4 separate regions of the Zea mays genome follow, and regions 1, 2 and 3 are each linked to region 4. A link is a contact called in public Hi-C data. All regions are on one chromosome and are shown on one strand. The core of a region is the stretch at or near the end of the contact, and the rest is flanking DNA. Distances in the headings are between cores, read along the strand shown. Region 1 holds the start of LOC100283907 (50S ribosomal protein L1, chloroplastic-like). Region 2 holds the start of LOC100279334. Region 3 holds the start of LOC100284346. Region 4 holds the start of LOC103630308 (serine/threonine-protein kinase-like protein At3g51990).

The links. A called contact is a pair of places that touch in the nucleus more often than the background predicts.
Region 1: a contact with region 4 is called in a Hi-C map of endosperm, with 3 times the contacts expected there. The contact joins the promoter of LOC100283907 here to the promoter of LOC103630308 in region 4. A contact is called at or near these places in 3 of 25 Hi-C or Micro-C datasets (ear, endosperm and tassel).
Region 2: a Hi-C map of bundle sheath shows a contact between it and region 4, with 4 times the contacts expected there. The contact joins the promoter of LOC100279334 here to the promoter of LOC103630308 in region 4. A contact is called at or near these places in 2 of 25 Hi-C or Micro-C datasets (bundle sheath and ear).
Region 3: a Hi-C map of tassel shows a contact between it and region 4, with 2.0 times the contacts expected there. The contact joins the promoter of LOC100284346 here to the promoter of LOC103630308 in region 4. A contact is called at or near these places in 2 of 25 Hi-C or Micro-C datasets (bundle sheath and tassel).

The regions. Positions count from the first base shown.
Region 1 is chr6:154,264,638-154,270,625 of Zm-B73-REFERENCE-NAM-5.0, forward strand. LOC100283907 (50S ribosomal protein L1, chloroplastic-like) reads left to right here and starts at 1,830. Exons shown (of 7, transcript NM_001156805.2): 1 at 1,830-2,211; 2 at 2,312-2,491; 3 at 2,579-2,633; 4 at 3,193-3,320; 5 at 3,667-3,750. The coding sequence starts at 1,885.
Region 2 is chr6:154,426,959-154,433,533 of Zm-B73-REFERENCE-NAM-5.0, forward strand. It overlaps LOC100279334, which reads left to right and starts at 3,371. Exons shown (of 10, transcript NM_001152355.1): 1 at 3,371-3,726; 2 at 4,424-4,506; 3 at 5,976-5,984; 4 at 6,068-6,156. The coding sequence starts at 3,485.
Region 3 is chr6:153,675,445-153,681,800 of Zm-B73-REFERENCE-NAM-5.0, forward strand. LOC100284346 reads left to right here and starts at 2,084. Exons shown (of 1, transcript NM_001157241.2): 1 at 2,084-3,037. The coding sequence starts at 2,193. The coding sequence ends at 2,807.
Region 4 is chr6:153,966,330-153,972,643 of Zm-B73-REFERENCE-NAM-5.0, forward strand. LOC103630308 (serine/threonine-protein kinase-like protein At3g51990) reads right to left here and starts at 1,296. Exons shown (of 1, transcript XM_008651372.3): 1 at 1-1,296. The coding sequence starts at 1,125.

The sequences.
Region 1 (5,988 bases), core at 580-3,079, 300 kb after region 4:
TGATCAATTGTGTTAGTGATTTGAGCTCCGTTCTAGTTGTGAACTCTGTGTGCTTCATTTTGAGCTCAAGTCTTGGCTTGTGTGCGTGTGTGTGCTGCGGATTTGTGTGTGTTGCTTCCCAACCTTACTCTTGTGCTTTCATTGTGATCTTTATTGTAAGGGCGAGAGACTCCAACTTGTGGAGATTTCTCGCAAACGGGAAAAAGAGACAAGGAAGAAAAATCGTGGTATTCAAGTTGATCATTAGATCACTTGAAAGGGGTTGAGTGCAACCCTCGTTCATTGGGACGCCACAACGTGGAAGTAAGCAAGTATTACTTGGCCGAACCACGAGATAAAAATCACGTGTCTCTTATGTGCTTTCTTTTTGATTGTCTGTGTTCGCAAGAGCTCGTTTCAAGCTACTTAGCCGTTCTAACTTTAACAACTAAGTTTTGTGGCTATTAGTGTTGAATTTTACAGGATCACCTATTCACCCCTTTCTAGGTGCTCTCAATATTGCTACAGTTTTTGTATATCATATATGTTGCATTTCCTTAAATTATATATATATATATTCAAACATGATTATATTTTTTTTTTAAATTATAGTGTATAGATATATATAATCTCTCCTTTATGTACCACAAATGGATGTGTGCCATAGTGGTAGGAGCCCTGCCGCGTTGGACGGACACGGGCGCTCACGCGTAGAGGTGGTAATGGATCACGATCCAAATGCCTCTTCACAAAAGTTAAGGCCCTTAAATAATATTAGTTCAAAAATGAATAAGAATAGAGCCCGACCCTAATCCGATTCGATCCTTAAAATTTGCAGTATAAAGTTTATAGCCCATTACCACCCCTACTCACGCGTGAGAGACACATGGCGACGCACAAAGAAAATTCTATATTAAAAGTGTAGTGATATATGAGATAATTTTCTCTCTCTCCCTCTACATGGTGGCAGCAGGGGAAAAAGTTGGAGCTCCTGCACTTTCTAAAGTTCATTGTATGTATGTGGAGTGGTGTGCCATTGAAACAACCTAAAGTCTGATTACAAAGTGAGAAAACCACATGTTATGGTCACACTACCAATGTATTACAACATAGGCCTCAGAACTATAGGAGGAATTGACGGTGGAGGCACGAGTGAAGGGGAGAGGGCGACGGGGACGCGAGGGAGGGAGAGGTTGGAGGCGACAGATTGTGGGAAAGGGAAGGGTGACATGACAAATGATAGATGATCTAGATAATATTGTTCATCATTGAATTTGAGTAAGGGTGATAGAGTTATCCAGCTATCTGAATTTGTTTGGTGGATAATCTAAATAATATAGTAGTATAGATATAGAGTAGAGTCAAGGGCCACACACAAACAGTTCGCAGTCGCAGGCTGGCAGCCACAGCCACACATGCGTCCCTCGTCGCTGCCGCTCGAACCCACACGCGAACCGCGACCACACACCTGTCCGGCTGCCTCGCGCGCATCCGCATGGCTCTCGGTCCTCGGGGCTGAGCCAAATCAGGAGCTCCGAACACCTGCGCGCGTCTCGGCCCAGCCAACTCGCCGTGTTTCTCCTTACCCGTCGCCCGCGCGGACACGACACGATCGCACACTCGTACACCCGCTCGTCCCAACTCCCAACCAAGATCAGGCAGGTGACCGGGCGTCTCGGTTGAGCCAAAATCACTGGAATCAGGGGGGAGGAGTTTTCCAGGCGCGGCGCCCGTCATCCCTGCCCCTGCGAGGCTGCGACCGCGAGCCCGCCCACGACCAGCCCTATCCGATGAACACCCAGGCCGAGATCTTTCGGCTATAACCAACCCGCGCTGCCACTTCGGCTTCTCTTTCTATCCCTCCACTCCCTCTTATCTGCTGCGCCATCCTCCCCGGCCTCCACCATGGCCACAGCCGCCGCGGCCACCGCCTCCTCCTCCCTCCTCGCGCCGGCGGCCAGCAGCACGGCGCCGGCCTCGTCAAACGCGCTGCTGTTCCCCTCCTCCGTGCCGTCGCTGCGTGCGTACCCGCGGCTCCTCCTCGCGTTCCGCCGCCCCGCCGCGGCCGCCATCGCCGACCCGCAGGGGGCCGTGCTCGAAGAGGAGGCGGAGGTCGACCAGCAGGGCCAGTACGACGACGACGACGGGTATGAGGGCGGGCGCGGCCCCGCGTTCACGGCCCCCACGCGCCCGCGCACCGGCAAGGCCGCGCTACTGCTTAAGCGCGACCGCGTACGCATATCGCCGAATACCCCACCCTCCGTATATGGTTCCTGTGGCTTGCTTGCTTGTGTACGGCCGGTGATGCTGTGCTAGTTTTGATGGTGCGCAGACGAGGTCGAAGAGGTTCCTCGAGATACAGAAGCTGAGGGAGAGCAAGAAGGACTACGACGTGCCCACCGCCATCTCGTTGATGAAGCAGATGTCCAGTGCCAAGTTTGTTGAGTCAGCGGAGGCGCACTTCCGCATGAATCTCGACCCCAAGTACAATGACCAGCAGCTCCGGGCCACGGTATTGTTTCTTCTTTTCTGGCCTTCTCTTTTTGGTTGCTTGTGCCCTGTTGCGTTCGTTAATTTGTGCTGGTCGTGGTGACCACAGGTGAATTTGCCCAAGGGAACAGGCCAGTCGGTGAAGATTGCGGTTCTCACACAAGGTGGGCGGTGATTGAAACACAACGAAATCCTGTTGAGCGATAGTTAGTACAAACTGAATTCACTGTGCTAGTGGGTCATATGTGTGATTGTTCTGTTTGACACTATTGCCTTGCCTCATGTGTGACTATGGGTTTAATCTGAAACACGCTTGTCTTTATTTTTATGCAAACATTGTGTGCTGATGACCCGATTGGTTAATTTTGTATTTTTTTTCTTCTTAAAGTACCATGGCTTCTTTCAGAGTTCAAATGCAACATATTGGATTGGACAAAGTTAATTCATCTTTGGCATCTTGGTAGAAGAATTTAACAATCAGTTTATTATGTTCATGATGTTTCTACTTCTTTGTTTTTTACAAGAAGTCACTTGGGAGTTGGGATGGTGCTATTTTTGTGCTGTCCACTTAGCAAACCCTTGTTGAATGACTGAAACTTCTCTTTCATATCCTTTGTGAAAGATAGTCATGTTTTTCTTGTCATTATCATAAAGATGGTAGCACCAGTAGTTGAAATAATCATGGTCATTATATGCATTAATAGTTATTTTCTGACCTCACAGGTGAGAAGATAGATGAAGCTAGAGCTGCCGGAGCTGATATCGTAGGTGGAGAAGATTTGATTGAACAAATAAAAGGAGGATTTATGGAGTTTGACAAATTGATTGCATCACCTGATATGATGCCTAAGGTATGAGCTATTAACAGTTCTGCCTTCATTTCAATTTACTGTTGGATACTACCACAAAATTTGAAATGAAATATTTAGTTGTGCTTACTATAGGTCCTAAGTGTCTTACCATGTAAACTGTTAATTTTTTTGTTTTCTATAGATAAAATAGATTGGCTATGCCAATCTAATTTCGGAATACAAGAATACATGTGTGAGATGTTTCATTCTTTGATAACTAATGCTAAACTAAATGTCCAAAGTTCTGTATATATTTGTTGCATTATTTGACATGTTCGTAGAAACTTTCAATGTGGGCTCCCCTTTAAATGATTATCAGCCTGAGTTATTTCTGTTTACTTTTCAGGTTGCGGGCTTAGGTAAGATTCTAGGACCAAGAGGACTGATGCCTAACCCCAAAGCTGGCACTGTTTCTTCAAATATTACTCAGGTATTGAGGAAGTCAATACAGATTTTGTTTGCCTCAGTTTTTTTATCGATATTCTAAATCGTTTGTCTTCATTGCTTAGTCTGGGCACTGTGACAAGATTTAAAACTTCATGCCCTTGTAGTATTTACTGACTTCTAGGATTCATGTACAAGTAACTTCCTACCTTTATCAGTTGCATTTACTTTCCTGTACTCCGATAATTCAAGGTTCAGGCATGGTGTTTTTATTGAACACATGTTTGTAATTTAATTGTGCATAGCAAGAGTTCAGGAAGTTGAAATAGTTGGTTTTACTGATCGCCGAGGAAACTAGATGAGACACATGTTGGAAGATATGAAGCGTTATCAGTGGTAATAATATGAGTAAACTACACTGGCGGTCCCTAAACTATTATGTAATTCTCATTTGGGTCCCAAGCTATGAAATTGCATATCTAGGTCCCTAAACTATATAAGTATCATATCTTGATCCAAAATAACCACATCACAGTCCATCAACTGACGTGGCACTCCAGCGTGAAGCTGACATATGGGTCCATAGTTCATAGTTACAAGGGCTGTCTAAACTATCATAGGATTCTCAGCTAGGTCCCAAACTATAAAACTACTCATCTAGGTCCCTAACCTATTAAAGTACTACAATCCTAATCCAAATTTTATAGTTTGAGACTTTTGTAAGAATCCAATGATAGTTTAGGTATCATCCTTGTAATTATGAGTTATGGACATGCATGTCGGTTCCACGCTAGAGTGCAATGTTAGCTAATGAACTGTGATGTGACTGTTTTGCACCGGGATGGGATACTTAAATAGTTTAGGGACCTAGATATGCAATTTCATAGTTTGGGGATCTAAATGAGAATCGTGCGGTAGGTTAGGGACTAGTGTAATTTACTCTAATAATATTATGAAATCCCGATTCACCCTAGATAACAACATAAAGCATTGACAATAATAACTAGCAAAAGTAGTGAGGCAGTTGATTCAGGGATATGACTTAAAATTTGGTCCAGTTTCATAGTTCAGATTATTTTATTTAGAAGTAAGGGTGGAAGTACCAAAAACTCAAAATGGACTAAGGACTACTGACATGTATGTTGTTATTCATTTGGAAGATGTGTTGAGTTTCACTTTTATATTAAGTATGTGAAAAGATATAGCTTTGAATAGGAGTGCATGGAAAATACCTATTCATGTGTCCAAACCTTGACTTATGTGTTTTGTTGGGTTTTAACTCTACTACTCTAGCCTACCCTAACTTGCTTGGAACTAAAAGACTTTGTTGTTGTTGTTGTTGAGTATGTGAAGTGTTTCTGCGGCCATCCTTGCCAAACATTAAATGATGTGTCAATGGAGGACACAATATATATATTATACCTTGATACATATTATGGTTTTAAATTTCTGATGCATGCTCATAACCCTCCCCTTCTCTCTCTCCCAAATATAGTCATGCTGACTTGTGCACCAGTCATACGCGTTTTAGGTGTGACCGCCATTGGCCTAATGTTATTGATGTTGGTATCTTAATAATAGATCTACCTTGGAAATGACAGTTAAAGTATGGTCCAAATGTCCTTTTGTCCATAAGTTAAGGGAGTATTACTTAAGATTTGAACATATTCGAAACATCAACATAGCCTTTTAGTCAAGAGCAAGTTGGGGTAGGCTAGAGTTGAAACACAACAAGAAATCACCAAAAAGAGAAAGAGAGAAAGGGGGGAAGCTTTTGAGAGCACTAAAAGGGAAAAGGCCTAATCACGGTTCGGCACGTGGATAGCTTATTTACAAGCACTTCTATCCAAACACAACTCCATTGGGATATTCCATTCGTCCCTTTTGATTGTCTCCTTCCATGTCAAGTTTGGTCGTCTTCTACCTCTCTTCACATTATTGTCCTGTCTTATGATGCCTCTATGCACCGGTGCCTCTGGCGGTCTCCGGTGTACATGCCTAAACCATCTCAACCGGTGTTGAATAAACTTTTCTTCAATTGACGCTACTCCTAGCCGATCGCATATATCATCGTTTCTCACTCGGTCCAATCTTGTGTGCCCACATATCCAAGTATCCAACGCAACATACGCATCGACACTTAGTTGTTGGATATGTCGTCTCTTAGTAGGCCAACACTCAGCCTCATATAACATAGCAGGCCTAATCGCCGTCCCGTAGAACTTGTCTTTCAACTTCTGTGGCACTCTCTTGTCGCATAGGACTCCCGATGCTTTACGCCATT
Region 2 (6,575 bases), core at 2,121-4,620, 460 kb after region 4:
GAGTGGCACCGCAGTCGGAGTGGCGCAGGCGGCGCTGTCCTTCTGTCAGACTGGTCAGAGGAGCGGTGGAGTGACGGCGGTCACTTCGGCTCTGCCGGGGGGGCGCGTGTCAGGATAAAGGTGTCAGGCCACCTTTGCGTTAAATGCCCCTGCAATTTGGTCAGTCGGTGTGGCGATTTAGTCAAGGTTGCTTCTGAGCGAAGCCAAGGCCTCGGGCGAGCCGGTGACGTGTCCGCCGTAAAAAGGGGGGGCCTCAGGCGAGACGGAAGTCTCTCGAGGTCGGCTGCCCTCGGCCGAGGCTAGGCTCGGGTGAAGCGTGATCGAGTCACTCGTGTGGACTGATCCCTGACTTAATCGTACCCATCAGGCCTTTGCAGCTTTATGCTGATGGGGGTTACCAGCTGAGAATTAGGCGTCTTGAGGGTACCCCTAATTATGGTCCCCGACAATAGTCCATGCAGTATTGATATGCTGCGACTGCTTCCTTGGCAACGCGCGAGTAATGATGGGCGTAGTGCATGCGGCAGCATGGGCGTACTGCCTGCCAGGGGAATGGATAGGCACGTCGCCTGCGGAATGGACTGGTCGCCGTCTGCCCGCGGAATGGATAGGTCTCATTAAATGCGGAGGCGACACATCGCCTGCCAGTGGAATGGACAGTGCTCAATAAATGCGAGGCGGCACATTGCCTGCCAGTGGAATGGACAGGCGGCGCGCCTTGTCCGCAATAAATGCAGAGCCCGCGCAGCCCAGAGGCCTTACGTCACGTGCACAGTGCCACATGGCAGCATCGGGGCTCTGCCTGAGCGGGGAGCAGAAGCGTATACGGTATGATCCGAACACGTGTCGGCTCCGGACCCCCGCCTGGCCTTGATTAAGGCCTGGGTATTCTTTGTCCTAGAATCCCGGGACCCTGCTGTGAGTGGCCCGGACCCCACACAAAGGGGTCCGGAACCCACCCTGCCGTCAGCCAGATCTGATGAGGCCAAAGCTACCAAAGTTAGATTCAAAATCGAACTACTCCCTAAATATGAGCAACTGTTGGAGACTAAGTTATTTTGTACTTCTGATAGCTATTATAGACTGTCTCCAGCAACGTCCTCTATATCAATCCTCTATATCTGTTCTTTACAGTTTTCTCTAAAAGATTTCATCCCCTATATCTCATTCCTCTCAAACAACGTACTCTAAATCATGTATTCTATATGTAAATACCTATATTAGAGAAATTTTTATTTTTTAGTTTTTGTACATACGTATTTGTCATACTTTCAAATGTATATATTTTAGTTTTGCTAAACCGGTTGTTTAAAGCATTCAAATGGATAGATGACCGTTTAGAGAAACTCTATATATAGATGATCCAGCAGTGTTTTCTAAATTTAGAGGATCATTTAGAAGACGCTGCTGGAGGGAGTAGATGACAACTTCATCCTCTAAATTTAGGGTACATGACCATGTAGAAGTCCTTGTTGGAGCTAGTCTTAGCAACTTACTAAATATGATTTTAGCAAGCTCTTTTTTAGAGAACTATTAGAGTAGCTCTGAAGTGTAGTATATTTGAGATACTTAAGAGGGTGTCATATAGTTTTTTGACTAAATTTTATAAAATAAGGCACTGTTAGACTAGTTTTGTCTGCGTAAAGTCTTATATCTTAATTTGAAGCACCAGTTTAAGACGTTGTTGGAGATGCCCTAATATAGAGGTACTCGTCAGATATATTTGGTACTTGCTGCTGCTGCAGTATTAAGTACTTGTACTACTGGATAATTCCATGTCGAGACCGTGCATTGTGACCGTTGGGCGTATCACGAGAAACTTGCGTATGTAGAGTGTGGCACACGTTGCTCTCGCGTGCGTCAGCCGTGTGTGAGTGTGTCCTACGGTGACTCGGAATCTTGCTATCCGTTAGTCCGGTCAGTGATTCCCTCTGATTTGATGCACCAGCGTCTCGTGTCCACTTCATGATCTGGATCTCACCACATCAGGATTATTCGAGTCTACTCTCTAGCGACATCGTGTACAGCGGATGACATCAGCCATCTAGTAGAGCGTTGAGGTGCCACATACTATTTTGTGTGGCATGCAAAGAAGAGAGAAATATGAGACACAATGGTGCCATCTACAGAGTTTTCAAGAGACATCAATCCCTTATGAGCAGGGGTGAATCCATAACCGCAGCTGCAACCCCGGTCCACTAGCGCTTAACATCTTATAGTAATTTTAGTATATTCATAAGAAGAAAATTCCATAGTTACAAGATTCAATGGACTACAGGCTCATCATGTTATCACCCATGTTGCTATATGCATGACACACAACAACCCACACACATTTACAATTCACGTGTTCTCTCCTTGGCAGTTCCGTTCATTTGCATCGCGTCCATCTCCAACCTCCCAATCCATAATTTAGCCTCTTCTTTGGTACGTTTCTCTCTTAAAATCTCACGGTCTTTGCTTTTCGTCGCTCATCTACACTTGTGCATGAGTAATAAGGGCGATTTTTAATTATTCTTTCTTAAAATCTGATGGATTATATCTTATTATTTGGTTGTACTTATATTCATCCTAATCTGCATGCGTCGGTATGGACGGGATGCAAATTCCACCTTATTTCACCCTAACGTATGTGAATTGAGTTATATATAACCGCAACCAAACAAAGCTCTTATCGACTTTGCTAGTAGATAAATCTTTCAAAGGTGAAACGAACATTTTTTCCATTGGTTTCAGGGCTCCTTTAAAATAAAGGAATTCTTTGAATCCTATGTTTTTCATGTGTTTTAAACTAATTTCTATACCATTTCTATAAAATTCATGTGTTTTAAAGAGCCATGGCGTCGCATTGTGAAGTTAACTGCTGCTCTTAATTGAAGAAAAACACGCTATAGTACAAACTGTTGCACTGTCACTGTGTCTTACGCTTTGTCTAGTACGGCATGCCGCAGACGTGGATACCTCGACACGACAACAAGGCGGCATCCCCCTCCTCCCTCTGAACTCAAGTCGAGGCAGCAGAAGCTATCTCGAGAAGCGCACCCGTTGCCGTTCGAGGAAACGACGACGGGCCAATCCGATCCCCCGTTCCCATGTCACTTCACTTCCGGGCCCAAACAAACCCACCTGCCCAGAGACGCACACCGTCCTGCGCTTCCCCCATTCCCGTCCCATCCATCGCGAGGGCAACCCATCAATGCCGCGTCCTCGGATTCCCCTGCGCCCCCGTCCGCCTGTCTCCCCTGTGCCAGCCCACTGGGCTCCACGCGTCCCTATCGCCTATCGCCCCGACCCCGCGGCCCCACCCCCACCCTGCTTCTTCCACACCATTTCAAATCCCACCACCACCCACGCTGCCCCCAAACGGTCACCCGTTCTACGCTTGGCTTGGCTGCGCTGCGCTGCGCACACCGAACCCCTCGCCGTCGCGGCTCGCCTCGGCTCCGCCCCGACCGACCGATCGATCCGGCCGGCGGTGGGCGCCATGGCCTCCCCCAACCCCGAGGCCGCGGGGCTGCAGGCCGTGGCTGTGGCGGGGGCAGGGGAGGGCGGCTCGTCCTCGTCGCTCAGCGCCGTTGCGGGAGCGGCTGCGTTGTCCGGGGAGCTGGTGCCCAGGAGGGCGTTGGCGCTGCGCAAGGAGCGCGTGTGCACGGCCAAGGAGCGCATCAGCCGCATGCCTCCCTGTGCGGCGGGGAAGCGGAGCTCCATCTACCGCGGGGTCACCCGGTACGCGCCGCACGGTCCCTGCCCTGCCCCACCTCCCGACCTCCGTGCTACTTGTTGCCGCCTGCCCGAGAGCTTAGGCCCTCGCGCAATCTTATGTGCGGCGCGCGCTTCGATCGGATGGCTCCTTGGCTGAATCTCCTTTGCTAAGAGCTTATCAGTTATCACGTTGTTTCGGCCATTCGGGCTCTACTATGTGCGCGCAGTTCCACTACCCTGTAGCCTGTAGGTCGAACGGTTGCGGTACAGAGTTAAGTGAGAAAAACTCTCTTGAGTCTTAACAGCGTTGACCTTCCGATCTCAGTAGGTATCCTAGTCATGAATAATTTTTTTGCAACTACTTAAATTCTAAAAAAATCAGACAACTATTGGCATACCGGATTTTAGCTTGGTAGTGGATCGATGCTGTTTTATTCAGTAATTCACTGTTCATGGTCTCATACTCCACAGTCGTTGTTGCATGGGTACATAGCCGATGCAATACAGTTCTGAATTATTCTGAAGTAATTTCGGTCCAGCAAATGAATCGAAATGATTTAGCTGTGTTTTTTTTGCCGCTACCAGCAATTTTAGCAGCCAATTTCCTCTACGAACATTTGTTTCATGAGTTCATGACTTTGTTATACTATTTTTAACCTTTTCTTCATTACCTTACATGTTTGTATATATTGATATAGAACTGACTTTGGCCCATCAATAGGCATAGGTGGACAGGTCGATATGAGGCTCACCTTTGGGACAAAAGCACGTGGAATCAGAATCAGAACAAAAAGGGCAAACAGGGTATGCCTGTCTCTCTAATACACAGTAGCTGCAATTGTATGTGTTCTTGGATTCCTAAATAGATTGCAACTGTCAGATGGGCAAACTTGTCCACTACAGCCTCATTAGATTGAGTAGATAGTTTGGTTTGCTTGTGTAGACATCAGGCTTTCATAAAGTAATGTGAATTAGTAACTTCTCGCTCATGTGATGTATATAATTTAGCTTCGGTTGCATGTACCACGTACTCAGACTTTTGATACTGTGCCACTGATATCTACTTAAATACTCCCTTTGTTGTGCAATGTTGTCTGGTCTGGATACCTAGGTGGTATAGTGTTTGATTGAGATTACATGGAATTATGATGGTTCTCGCCTAGGTACAATCTGATTTTGTGAAAAAACCGTCAGTTGTTGAGCCTCTAAGATATGTGGGCCAGACAAACTTTGTGAAACATATTTATAATATTGTGATTTTGCTTTTGTATAAATATATACCCTGACAGAAATTAATGGTCAAAGCTACATGTCCAAATTGACATTTCTTTTGGTGACTGGAGGAATCTTCTTCAACCTAAGACTGTGTCCAACAAGGACCGCTAAAGCATCCTCTCCGGTAAATTTAGAGTACATAGTACTCCTCTATGCGCCCAACAATAAACGCTATAGCATACTCTAAAATTTAGAGTTTGTTGTCTACACGCTAAATGTGGAGAAGTCTGGTTCATCCGCTATCCTGCGACCTGCTTGCATGTGGGGAGTTCTCGCGTGCATTTTGCCTCCAAAGCCAGCAACGGTATTTGAAAAACATAGTTTTGCAACTTGTTTTTACCTTTTCTACACTAATTACGAAACAAAATACTTGGTTAACGACATCGATTTCCCCTTGTGTATACACGACATTTTTTATTCAACCATTGTTTTTAGATTACTATTTCTAAAATTATAGAATACAATTTTTTTAGCATCCTTTGAATACCATAAAATGGGTACAAAACAAAGAAAACAGAAAAAGAAATAGAAAAAGGAATTCTGTTAACACTGTAGCTTTAGGGGACCGAATTTAGGGGACGTTGCTGGAGACATAGAAGATATAGAGGACAGAATCTTTTAGAGTGTGCTGTAAAGGACAGAGAATATTCCTTTAGGGGACCAAATTTAGGGGATGCTGCTGGAGACAGCCTAACACTTGACACTCAAACATGCTTTCCACCTTTCCCACCGTGCTGTGAACCAGTTGGGCTATCACAAAATAATGATTGTTCTTGCATTATGCCATAATCACTGCAATACATGGATGAAAGTAAAGATCTATGCCTGCTACAGTTTCCTCTGATCTATTTTATATCTCTGGGAGATGAATAACTGTATTTAGTCAACAACATTGTTTTCTTTGTGATGTTTATTTCTTCATAGCTATCTATCATTGATCTGATCTGATTGAATTGTTTCTTTTGCATGGAAACTACATCATATAATTGCTATTGCAGTATATCTAGGTAAGTGGCATCCTGGTTTAACTTAGTTTGCTGAACTGCAATGATTTTCTTAATCATTTTCTGTTCTGTGCACAATAACATAGGTGCATATGATGATGAAGAGGCTGCAGCAAGGGCCTATGACCTTGCTGCATTAAAATACTGGGGAGCTGGAACACAAATAAATTTCCCAGTGAGTCATTTTTACTTGTGTGGTGATGCTTGTGACTCGTGTTTTAAATTGCTGTAAAAGTTCTCGCACTTGACGTGAAGATCAGCCTTCTGTTAATAGAAATTGTTTCATTCAGGAAGCATCTTGTGGAAACTTTTTTTTTTGTAAAACGACCCTTATTTATTTCTAACATTGATCAATAAGATTTTAAGATCAGCTTTCCGCTAATAGAAATTGAGGAAGCATCTTGTGGGTATCATATTTTTGGTAAAAGGAATTCTTCTCTTTGTTTCTAACATTGACCCATTGGTCTTATATGCAAAGAAATCTTGACAAAAGCTATTGAGCAACATGGTTTTCTTTTCCAAATTGGAGGTTTTGAGACTGTAACCAGATTTAAGATGTGTCTACAACATGGTTGTTGCCTTCTTTTTGTCCTT
Region 3 (6,356 bases), core at 834-3,333, 290 kb before region 4:
GCCAACAATTGATTGTATGAATCTCTTAGCGTGGAAATTTTCAATCAAGTATGTACCTTGAAAACTGCTAATGAGATTTGGCTAAAATTGCATGAGCTCCATGATGGCACATCTAATGTCCGTGAGCAAAAACATTTTCTAGTTTTAAATAAGAATAATTCCTTTGAAATGAAAGAAAATAAGCTTGTTAGAGACATGTATTCCCGCTTAAATCTTGTGATTAATGAGCTCAACTCTATTGAAATTAATAAGCTAGGTGATGTGTACATTGTGAGAAATATCCTCCCTTCTACCACAACAAAGATATGAGAGCATTATCACCATCCTTTTCAATCAATACTTGCCTTTCCCTTTCTTCAAGTGACTATAAACACAAATATTGACAAAGTGAGATCACACTTCTGATCTAGGCACAATCTCCTTCCTTTTCTTCACGTTATCTTCTTTCTTTTCCTTAGAAGCGTTGTTGGTCCGTGTCGATTCCTTGCTGGCATTTACGACCTACATTGCAGTGGCCACACATCAAAACATTAAAATCAAAAATCACAAAAAAAAGAAGAGAACATACATGCAAAATCAAATCATACTTCGTTAGAGGACTGCTTTGTTGGTGTTGCCATATGACTGCTGTGTTAGAGAACTGAGTACATGTCTAGATAAAAATTTCTCCTCCTAGGACTGCTCATTATTGTGTCATAAAACAAAAAGGTTAATGTTTTGGTATTTTCTATTTTGCACCTAATGATTAATGAACAACATAAGTAAAGAACAACACTGCACACAGCCCACAGTCACCTAACAATTAATGAATAACATAAGCAAAGAATACAACACTGGCACTCACCTTAGTTTTCCTCTTCGGTCTTCAGTACTGTAGGGGCGCAGGGCACGACGAGGTCGGCCATCGACGGTAGGGGCACAGGGCGACGAAGGATGCGCGATGGCGGAGGCCGACTAGTGGCGAGCGGTGGCCGCTGGTGGCTAGTAGTGAGCGATGGTCGACGAGTGGCGACCCGCTGGTGGCCGACTCGTGGCGAGAGGTTGCCTCTTGGTGGTGGCTTGGTAGTCCGCACTCGAGAGGTGGCGGCACGGCGAGCGAAGATAGGGTATGGTTTGATGCGCATTCGTGACTCCGTGCGTGAGCGTGAAGCCGCCGTGAAGGAGATAACTCCGACAAGGACAACTGTTGAGAGCCTGAGATGAGACCGATAGGTCCGTGAGCTGCGTACATCTGTGTGAGGCTAAGGCCTGAGGGCCTAAGGTCGTGAGCCTGTGATGTGTGTGATAGGCTAAACTTAGGACCAGTGGGCGTGGCCCATATGTTTATGGTTTAAACCGAATAAAAAAAATCCAAACTCTGAAATTAAGTACGATTTACATAGATTGGTAACCGAAATTTAGTTCGGTTTTTTTCGGATGAGTTTTTTTTTGTTTTTATGTCCAGTCCTACAATAAATGTCTAATAAAATAGTTGTTGATACTAACAAAAGTCAAATCAGAATGTCACTGGGAAGAAAATGGTTCTGGCTCTATACAACAGATACAGAGAGAGAGAACATCTTTTGTCGTACGTTTTTTTGTACGACTCCACCGGCTCTGGGACCGTACGTTCAGAACTTCCGATAGGAATCAAGAAACAGAAGAGAAGTCAGACGGCCAAGCCACCCGCTGCACGTGCCTGATGACATGCCCGTGTCGAGCTCGAGGGTGGAGGGCTGGAGACAAGTTGGGGTTCCAATCCCGGTGTGTGTGCTGGATCCACGCGCCGCCGCATAATCTCCAGCTAGCCTCCGCGTCCCAGCCGCAAAACCAGGTGCTTGCCCGCGCGCTCCGTGGCACGCCTGGCATGGGCATGGCAGCCCTATCCGTGCCGGGGCCCGGGGATCGACGAGTCGACTCGTTCGTCTTCATCCGACGCGCGGCGCGAGAGGGACGCGCAAACCGCGGAGCTGGCGAGCCCAAACCGCGGAGCTGTGGCTCCCCTCCCGAAAGTTTGGCGGTGCGTGCGACCCCAACGGAAACAACTAACCGCGGCCGGTTCACGCGGCCCGCCTAAATCCCGCTCTCCTCCCTCGCCCCTCCCTCTCTCTCCTCATCCACCACCAGTGCCTCCACGAATCTTCAACAGGCAAAGCCAATCAATAATCACCAGCCACATCAATCCATTCCCTTTCCTCTCCCGCTCCACTTCCATGGGCAAGGTTCGGTCCTTCTTCTCGCGCTCCCGCAGCGGCAAGCGCGGCAGCGCCCGGAGAGCAGGCTCGTCCTCGCCGCACTCCTCCGCGGCCAGCGCGCCGCCGTCCCCGTCCCCACTCCCGAGGAGGTCACCGTCGTCGTCGTCAACCACAACCAGGGACGAGACGGAGCGCGTGTTCCGCAAGTTCGACGCGAACGGCGACGGGCAGATCTCGCGGTCCGAGCTGGCGGCGCTGTTCGAGGGCGTGGGCCACGCCGTGACCGACGACGAGGTGTCGCGCATGATGGAGGAGGCGGACGCGGACGGCGACGGCTGCATCAGCCTGCCCGAGTTCGCCGCGCTCATGGAGTCCGCGTCCGCCGACGCCGCCGCCGTCGAGGAGGACCTGCGCCACGCCTTCATGGTCTTCGACGCCGACGGCAACGGCCTCATCACGCCCGCCGAGCTCGCGCGCGTCCTGCGCGGCCTCGGGGAGTCCGCCACCGTCGCCCAGTGCCGCCGCATGATCCAGGGCGTCGACCGCAACGGCGACGGCCTCGTCTCCTTCGACGAGTTCAAGCTCATGATGGCCGCGGGCGGCGGCGGCGGATTCGGCAGGATCGGTGCCTAGGAACAAGGATCCTGTGCCTGTCCTGCTCTGCCTCTGCCCCGCTCCGCTCCGCTCCCACAAATTGGATTTCTTTCATTTTATTATGTATGTACATATACTACACTGGAATCACACGGACAGCGCCACGTAAAAAAGCCCCCTTTTTCATTTGGTTTTTGTGTACTATACAATGCAAATCTGCATCCATTGTACTGCTATGGATGTTCAATGGAATTGTTTCGGCTTTCATCAATTGCAGTCTGCTAGTAGTTCGGAGTTTGCGTCTCATTGTTATTTGGGGTTCTCTTAATTTGGCACAAGTGCGTTCATACCACAAACACAAGGGGCTGACAACGATGCTGATCGTTGGTAGCTAAAACTCAGGCAAACCAAGTTTTTTTTTTTGTCTCTGTTTGGTTTCTTGCCGAAATTTGCTAATACCTCGTATTTAGCTTGTTAGTAAATATTTTTTGTCAAAAATTTGGTTGCTAAATCTTTGATTTGGAAGTCAACCTAGCAGGCCCAACATTCCCATGTGTGTTGGATTTGGGAAGCCTAACGCTAAGATAGATTTCTAGTCTGACCAGCACAAGCGCCCTACCAAACAGCCTTGAAAGACAGTCTTCTCCTTGCCTCCTTTTTTTATACTCGGTTCAGTTCAGACGACCAAAAATATAATCCATATAGACAAAAAAGCTTGGATTAAAACATCGTAGAAATAGTAGAAGCCGGCTGTTTTAGTAGAAGCCGGCTGTTTAGATTGTTATAACTGCAGTTTATAGGTACAAAAACATTGTATAAGTAGTTAAAGCTGGTATGAATTAAAGCCAAGCGAACATGATTATAGCGAATTTCGTGTGAAGTTGTGAACTACTACACTGATGACGTATTAGGGTTGGGTTGTGGTTATGAAAAAAAGTTGTTGTGGACCGTGAATTATAAAAAAAGTTGTTATATGTTGTAATCTATTAAAAAACTAAAAACCGTTGGATAGAAATCACTAAAAGTCGCTAAAGTTTCTTCTGAGAAAGTCGACTTTTATTAGTAAAAACTGTTTCATGATTGTAGTTCTAGCCTTTTGGTTTGACGTTTTTAATTTAGTGGGCAAAAACCAAACCAAACACACTTTTAGCGCATGCCGTGGTTTTGAGGAAAGCAGTGGTAATATGAGATATACATTCAGTAGAGAGAACGAAAGCTACAGCAAGGGTTGTTCATTGTGATCGATACCACTCTATGTGCAAGCGCCGTGGCTTTGACAAAAGCAGTGACAACAGGAAAGCACGACAACGACTCGTCTTGGGTTCTCGGGTGTTCCTAGTTTCTCTGAAAACAACACCCTAACAAGGACATGGTTTAAGTTTAAAAAAAAAGGACTAGTAATTATAGCCCAAACTTGCTTTCTCCCGTGAAGGCCAAAAAACAAGAAAAAAATGGTTGTGTAATTAAGATTCCCGTGCAATCGAACTATCAATATCATAACTATTTTTACAAAAAAATATAAATATAGTTCATTATTTATGTTACCAACGTATCAAGTTTTAATTTAACTTATGTCAAGAGATATAAAAAATTTCTATTATATTCTTTTTTATACTCCCTCCATTTTAAAATAGTAGTTGTTTTATCTCTATATTTTTTCATATTCATATAGATGATTATATATATATAACACATACATTAATTATTTTATCAATCTAGTAAAAAGTTAAAACGAATTTTAATTTGAGATAGAGGGAGTATCTCTTGATATACGATGAATTAAAACTTAATTAGATTAGATATATTGGTAAGTAACTAATGGGGCATATCTATAGTTTTAAGAATTTTATTATGATTGTACGATGATTATAAGGAAGTTTTAAGTGTCTACTATAGTGTTTTGTCAAAAACATATTAATGGATGTTTGGTTTCTAGGGACTAATTTTTAGTCCCTACATTTTATTCCGTTTTAGTTTCAAAACTACTAAATATAGAAACTAAAACTCTATTTTAGTTTCTATATTTGTTAATTTATAAACTAAAATGGAATAAAATGAAAAGACTAAACATTAGTCCCTAAAAACCAAACACCCTTTAAACTTGTTTTATTCTGTGAAGACTTAAAGACATGAAATTTCCAAAGTTGGAATAAACTGAGATCTCAACAAGGACGCGCCGCCAACAACACAAATTAGTGCATTATATACTCCCCTATTACTTAAACATTTCCAAAGTTGATTACAACTGAGCGGTGACAGTGCGATGACGAGGACGTCGACTCGAGAATACTCAACAAAGCGGATAGAATTGATCAAACTTTTCATACTAAGCTAAGGAATTTTAGAAGGCAAAAACAGTTTTTTCAGTTAGTAGCTGTATAAATTTAATAGTTATTATGTTGTTACTTTCTATTAATCAACTAATCACCATTAACTATATTAATAATAGCGCTTGATTAGAAAATAATGTTAGAACATATATGTTTTTGTTTGTTCTTTTTAAAGCTGTTCTTAAGATTTGTAGAAAAGGGGAGTAATATCATATTCGTGCCAGAATCTAGGATACATGATTTCATTGTCTTATACAGAGAGATCACGTCGTTTCTAAGACTGTTAGGCCAAGAAATCAAAACACCATCTGTCGTCAGATCAGGAACACTATCAAATCACAATCTACACCATGTGGCTGAATAGCAATCAGATCATGCGGCAAGAACAGGCATGACCACAAGGCAGATCTGTCCTATGCAGTGAGCACGGGAAACTCATGTTTCCGGCCCGGACGGCCAGTTGCTAGTGGATGCACAGCGTGACTTGCTACAGCAATAATCAGGCGCGCATCGTGTCCTTGTTGGAGTGTCTAGGAGCATCCCTCTCCTTGCAGATAATGACCGTAAATTGGTCATCTGCCGATAAAATCGATGTCTAAACAGCGATCTCGTGTAGCAATCACCGAAGCTATGCAGAAAACAGGATCTTGGCCAGGAATCATCTAATTTTATCGATTGATTTATCTGTGAAAGCATCCGGATCCTTAGTGGTTTCCATTATTAATGACAATATAAGGTTATAATGATTAACATGGATTTTACCGAGACAATTAAAGTTAGGCCATAATAGTGGTGATTGTTGGGCCATCGATAATTTTGATGCCCCCGAGCGTGGATTTCATTTCGACTTTAAAAGGACAGATGGCAAGGTCAAGGATAGGCTATTTTTAAGTGTTGTTGGAGTTGAGATATACTTAGTGGGTGTTTGAATGCACTATAGATAATAGTTAGTTGACTGAAATTGATATTGAAATTAGCTATCTAACTATTAGCTAATTTGCTAAAAATAGCTAATAGCTAAACTATTAGGTAAACTATTTGAATGTCTCAACTAATTTTAGCAGCTAACTATTAGTTCTAGTGCATTCAAACATCTCTTTAGAGTAGTTTAAAACTTTATTTACTGTAACTATATTATAAAGGGGTACGAACTAGTAGCTTGACCTAGGTATGTCAAATAAATTTAGTATGGTACACACTAAGCTCAGATGACCCCAAAAGACGTATGGATCAAACCCCACTCATAATATTTCCATAG
Region 4 (6,314 bases), core at 46-2,545:
AGCACCTCGCTTGGAGATGGTCTTCTGAACATCAACAACCGCACAAGGGTTCCCTACCACGGCAAGCCCGTCGGCGAGCCCGTTCCACACCTTGGCCGACACGGCTTTGCTGAGAAGCACGAGACGCTGGACGATGTCGGCCATGGACGGGCGCCGCTCCCTGCAGGAGCGCACACAGCTGGCGGCCAGCGCGGCAAGGTCCTTGCGGGTGACCGGGTCTCGTGGCGGCGCCACACGCGGGTCGAACAGCGAGGCGACCTTGCCTTTCCGTAAGAGCGGGACGGCCCACTCGACGACGGACGGCGGCGAGTGCTGGACGTCGATGGCCTTGCGGCCGCTCATGATCTCGAGCAGCAGGATCCCGAAGCTGAAGACGTCTGTCTTGGTGCTGAGGCTCTCGGGCGTGACGTAGGCCGGGTCGAGGTAGCCGAGCGTGCCGGCGGGCGGCGGCGTGGGGGCGGCGGCGGCGGCGGCATTGGCGCCGGCGGTGGCCTTGGGCACGCGGAGGGCGAGGCCGAAGTCGCCGAGGCGCGCGCCGAGGTTGGCGTCGAGCAGGACGTTGGCGGACTTGACGTCGCGGTGGATGACGGGCGGGTCGGCGTCGTGGAGCGCGCGCAGGGCCCTGGCCGTCTGGAGCGCGAGGCGCAGGCGGCGCGGCCAGCCCGGCGGGCGCGGGTTGGAGTGGAGCAGGTCGTAGAGCGTGCCGTTGGGCATGTACTCGACGACGAGCAGGCGCGGGGCGGGGCCGGGGTCAGAGAAGCCGAGGAGGTTGACGAGCCGCGGGCCCCGGACGGAGGAGAGGATGCGGATCTCGTTGTCCACCTCGGGGCGGCGCGGGGAGGGGCGCTTGACGGCGACGGCGCGGCCCGAGGGGAGCACGGCCTTGTAGACGGCCCCGTGGCTGCCCCGGCCCAGCAGCGCCGCGTCCGCGAAGTGGGACGTGGCCGCCTCCAGCTCCGCGTAGTCGAAGCGCTCGATGGCCGCCTGCGCCGGCGGCAGCGGGGGCCTGGACGAGCCGCCCCCCGACCCCGACCCCGAGCGGCGCGAGAGTGGGAGCGGCGAGATGGCCGTGATGGAGCGGCACGTCGCCACGGACGAGTCCGCGCGGCAGGAGAGGTAGCCCATTTGGCACCGCTAGAGTTTAGGTCGCAGCAGGGGCTGACCCGAGACCGAGAGGCGAGAACCGTCGCTGCCGCGGCCGGGTGGGTCGGAGAAAGTGGGGGGAAGGGGGAAGACCGAAAGAGAGAAAGGGGATCCGAATAGGCAGCGCGGGCCGTGGGAAGTGGGAAGTGGGAACTGGGAAGGGATGTGCCTCTCGGCCTCTCAGCTGGCTGCTTTTTTTTTCCAGATGTATGTCATTACACGAAAATCGAGTATTATAGTGAGACCATTATTCAATCAAAATATTTGATCTATACCATTATCTGCATTCGTATTTACAGGGCTAGTTTGAGAAAATAAAAATATCCTTATTGACTTCTTTCTACCTTCCGTCCTTATCGTAGGGCAGTACTGATTTACTCTAATCTTCTTCTCTCTTCACGACCACAGCTGCGGCCTCGGTCTTGAGCGCTAGCGCAGAGTCTAGAATGAGTGTATTTTTAGTCTGAAATGAATTATAGTTGAAAATGAGTGTATTTTTAGTCTAAAATGAGTGTTTTTTTTCCTTTTTCCGGTGGTCGTTTGGTGCGGGGTCCTGCCTGCCCCATGGAGTGGGGTTTTTGCGTGGTTTGGAAGCGGGACGGCGACCGGATTTTTATCCACCCAACAAATTAGAGCCCTTTTCGTGTCCACGGAGGACGTCAATGCAGCAATGCAATTTTAAGGCCTTGTTTGGAATTGTAATATTACTGTGATATTTGATGATACTATAGTATTAAAGCTCAAAAGGTGTTTGGTTTATATAGTCAAAACTCAGTTTTAAATATTATGGTTCACCCAAAACTGTAGTATTTTTGGAGTTTTCGAAACTCCACTCAGGACCTCGGTTTTCTTCTCTTCTCTCTGCATATACTTTGTTTTTCCAATATAACCAAACAGATCTCGGTTTTGAGCAATACTGTAGTTTTACTGTGGTAAAGCAATACTGTAGTATTTATGTCATGTACAAGTAAATTATGGTATGTCAAAACTACAGTATTTCAAAATTGTATTTCTAAACAGGTCCTAACTGTTTTGTCTTGTCTTGTAGGAGTAGACGCTAGTAGTATTTTTGTTGTGAATCCGATCGTGATCTCAGTGCCGGGACGCATACGGCAGGGACGACTGGCGGAGCAATCCAGATATTAATCTCCCAAGAAATATATATTCCGCCAGGTAGCTAGTACTAATCAGAACAGAAGAAATAAAGTTCAGGTTGTTTCAGGCCAATGCCAACACCCATAGTGTCTTGTTGTGAGTGGGGAAGTGATTGCCAGAGGAATCTCTCTGTACAGCTAATCTGATCTGCGAATCCTTTATCATTAGTATCTTCTTGCCATTAAAAAAAAACCATTGTACTGAATTTGGCTGCAGAAGAACAGATGATGACATTGAGATCAGCATCAGATGATGCAAGTTTTCTAAAGTGGCTGACGTCCTTACCTTGAAATAGAGAAAAAAAACAATTAAGCAACGCGGCCTGCAGCTTCTGTTGAGAAATCCAAGGCTTCCATGCTGCTGTGAGCAAGAGCGTAGGAGATTATATAAAGAACAGTACGTTTCCGCACTGAGCTGGTCAAAACCGTTGCGAATTCTACAGCTCGCTCATCAGACAATATAGTAGTACTCTGTCTGTGGGTAGTTTTCATATTACGATCACACGGAGACCAAAACACCCTGCTGAACGGGGTGTTTGGCCGCCGATCTAGTCAACCTTTTACGTTAGCAATGAATTATGGCCAGCGTTTTGGTCATCTTCTTGTACTGCCTCCGTGACCGTGAGACGGCAGCCGTTGGAAGCACCATGATCTGCAGCTGCAAGCCGGCTGCGTCAAGTGCCCTGATTGTCCATTAATGAGAGGAATCAAGAAAAAAAAAGTTAGGTAAGACTGTAACAAGTTTGGCAGCTAACGAAACATCTTAATCCGTTGTCCGTAATGACCTGATCACTGATCCCTATTCAGAGCACCACTTGGCATCCGAGCTCCACATCGATTTATATCTAGTAGTATATGAGCTAACTTGACGACAAGAGATATGTCTGTACTCTGTAGTGCGCGCGCGCGGCCGGCCTTGCACAGTTGCACCACTTAGAGCCAAAAAAAAAAAAAGAAAAATGGAAGGGGAAAAAGACACCAGAGGACTGGGAGTGTTTTTTTAAATTGAAAGACCAGTGCGGTACAGTGAAGACGAGAGTATTTTGGCTGTCCATACTGGCTTCACCTGGGAGATGGTGGTGAGCTGTTGAAGCATCGCCAATTAACGCACGCGCTAGGCTAGCTCTCATTAACTCTGTCCAACATCCACCAATAATACGTGCTCGCTCGTGCTGCTGTCTGCAGCTAGTACGTCTATACCATTGCCGACCGTAGGCAAGCAAACGCATTCCCTCCTGCTGCCGTCTCTCATGCGTCGGCAAAAGTCAAGAGTTTCCGATCGCACAGCTTTGACAAACACACAGAGCTCCCTCGCGTCCCATTGTTGAAACTGAAACCCTCACTTCACACTTCAGCACATAGCTAGCTAGCCTTTCAGCTCGCAAAAGCGCGCGGCTGTGCCGGCAGCCCGGCAGCCGCCACCCGCAAGTGCCGGCTCCTCGCCCGTTCCTGCCTTTCCTTCGTGGCGCGCGCGTGGCTTTTGAGACGGAGCGCCTGCTTGTCTGTCCCTCAAAAGGCAGCCGCAGCCGTGAACGGCGCGGCGTGCACTACACTAGCTAGCCTGCGCGCCCTGGCTTAAAAGCACGGGGCCGGCCGAAGCGAGAGCGCGTGGCGTGAGCGTCCCGGCGCCGGTGTCGGGCGCGTGCTGGCCTGGCCTGGCCGTCAGGCGCGCGTGGGCTGTGGAGCCGGGCCAAGCTGTACGAACGAGCGAACGCGCAAGGCAAGAATGTGCCACGGCCGGCCGGCCAAGCCCCAACTCCCAACTGTTCCCAAGTAGTACGTCGCCAGCGGCCGAGCCGTTCTCGGTACGGTGGTCTACCTGCGCCTGCTGGTGATGATGCTCCAAGTGCTCGGCAGCTTCGTGCGTTCGCGTGGTATGGTAACGCGTATTCACTGGGTACGCGCGTTGCCATCCATATACAGCGCCCTCGTACACGTCGTGGTATGTAGTCAGTGGGTACAAACCCAGCAATGGTGAGCCACGACTGACATGCCCATGCATCGATTATAACTGCTGCTGCACTTCAACTGTACCCATACATTCTCCTCTCCAACTATATATTATATTATATTATATAAATAAAGAGAAGGCAGCGTGTTCAGCCGGCCAGTTGTCTCGCCTCGCGCGCGTGCCGGTTTCGAATTAGCGCGCGCTTCGCTATATTTATTTATTATCATTATCAGACGACAGAGTGAGGAAAAAAGAGAGAGAGAGAGAGAGATCGTGTGTGAACACCAAAGAGGCAAAGACTTGGATGGACTCCTTGGGCTGGCTGGTGAAAGCCCATCATCACTCTCCAATTAGGCTTCGTAAATGTCTTCCGTATGTTTGTACGCGGCGCGGGGGCATGATGTCTATGTAGGAGTATATACTACTAGGTGGGTGACCGTGCGTTGCAACGGAAACATATCGTCAGTATAGGGAATATGGCTCCTACCAATCTGGTATCAAAGGTCTCGACGATCATGAGCTCTGCCGCTGCCCCCAGGCAGCAGCCGCCGCCAGCATCAGGCGGCCCCCAGCAACGTCCAGCGCGCTGGTCGCAGCCCCTGCTTCGTCGGGAGCTATGATGCTTCGCCGATACTCCCCCAAATACCCAGCCTCCTTGCCGGGCAGCGCCACTGGGGGCATAGCGGCCCCACAGCCAATGGTACGCTGTACGGCGTGGTAGATGGGCTGCTCTCTCAAGAGCGCAGCAGCCTGCTGCCCCACGTAAATGGACAAACAAAAAAATTATTGCTACAAACTTATGATCAGCTAGACAATAAAAAAACAATGTGTTGACACCTTTTTGGAGGCGCCAATCACTCAAGAAGAACCGGCGGCGGTGCCCTCTGGTCAGGCGCGGACGGTCCGCGGCATAGAGCCGGACGGTCCGCGACCTGGCGTGAGGCGGCGGTGCTCTCTGGTGAGGCGCGGACGGTCCGCGGCACAGGGCCGGACGGTCCGCGACCTGGTGCAGGAGCCCGGGTTCCCTGCCTGACGGCCGGACGGTCCGCGCCCTGGGGCCGGACGGTCCGCGCGTGCGCAGGGGCGGCGGAAGATCGCCGACGACGCCTGGATCTCGCTCCCGGGAGGGACCCCGTCGGGGAGGAGAGATCCTAGGTGGTGTCTAGGCTCGGGCAGGCCGACCTAGACTCCTCTAATCGACGTAGAGTCGAGGAGAGGCGGAGAATTTGGGGATTGGAATACTAAACTAGGGCTAAACTAGAACTAGACTAGAACTACTCCTAATGCATAAGGTAAAAACGAGTAATAGACTTGATTTGTTCGATTGTTGGGGGGTTCAATCGGCCGTAGCCCTTCATCTATATAAAGGGGGAGGTCTGGATCCGCTTCCAACTGATTTCCGAGTTAATCCCGCGGTTTTAGGTAACAAATCCCGCGAGAAACTAGGAACCCTAACTGACTCTGCGCACGCGCGGACCGTCCGCGCCACCACCGCGGACGGTCCGGACCGCGGACGGTCCGGCCTCCGGGCCGGACCGCGGACGGTCATTTTGGGTTCGAACATATGCCCCCCTGCCTTTTGGTGAAGGTTGACGAACCAAAAGCATATGAACTAAACCTGATGTAAGTCACCGGCTTTTCGATATGGAGATTATTCAATAAAGCACCAATATAAAGGCCGTTTCGGATTGTATCTTTCTCGGCCATGACCATTTGATCAATGGATCAAAAGGAATAGAATGGAGGTGCCCCCCAGTCTGGATAGACGAAGGGATTATACATGTACCATGGATTCATCATCGCGCCATTCCATGTTTGAACAGGATAATATACCGATGATGAGTAAATAGGTGGAAAGTACCCTGGTCTCATAGAATGAATAGGCGATGCTTGTTGTGTCGCCTTTTGGGCCGTTTTGTTTAACCGTTTTGTTTTAGCAGGTGGCCAGGGTTTCTTTGTTGACCGATCACGTGTAACAGTCTTTTTGCTAGCATTTTTGGAGAGCAACTGATCAAAAGTAGGATCGGCTTTGATCAGCCGATTATATGTGCTTTGACCTTGCGTCT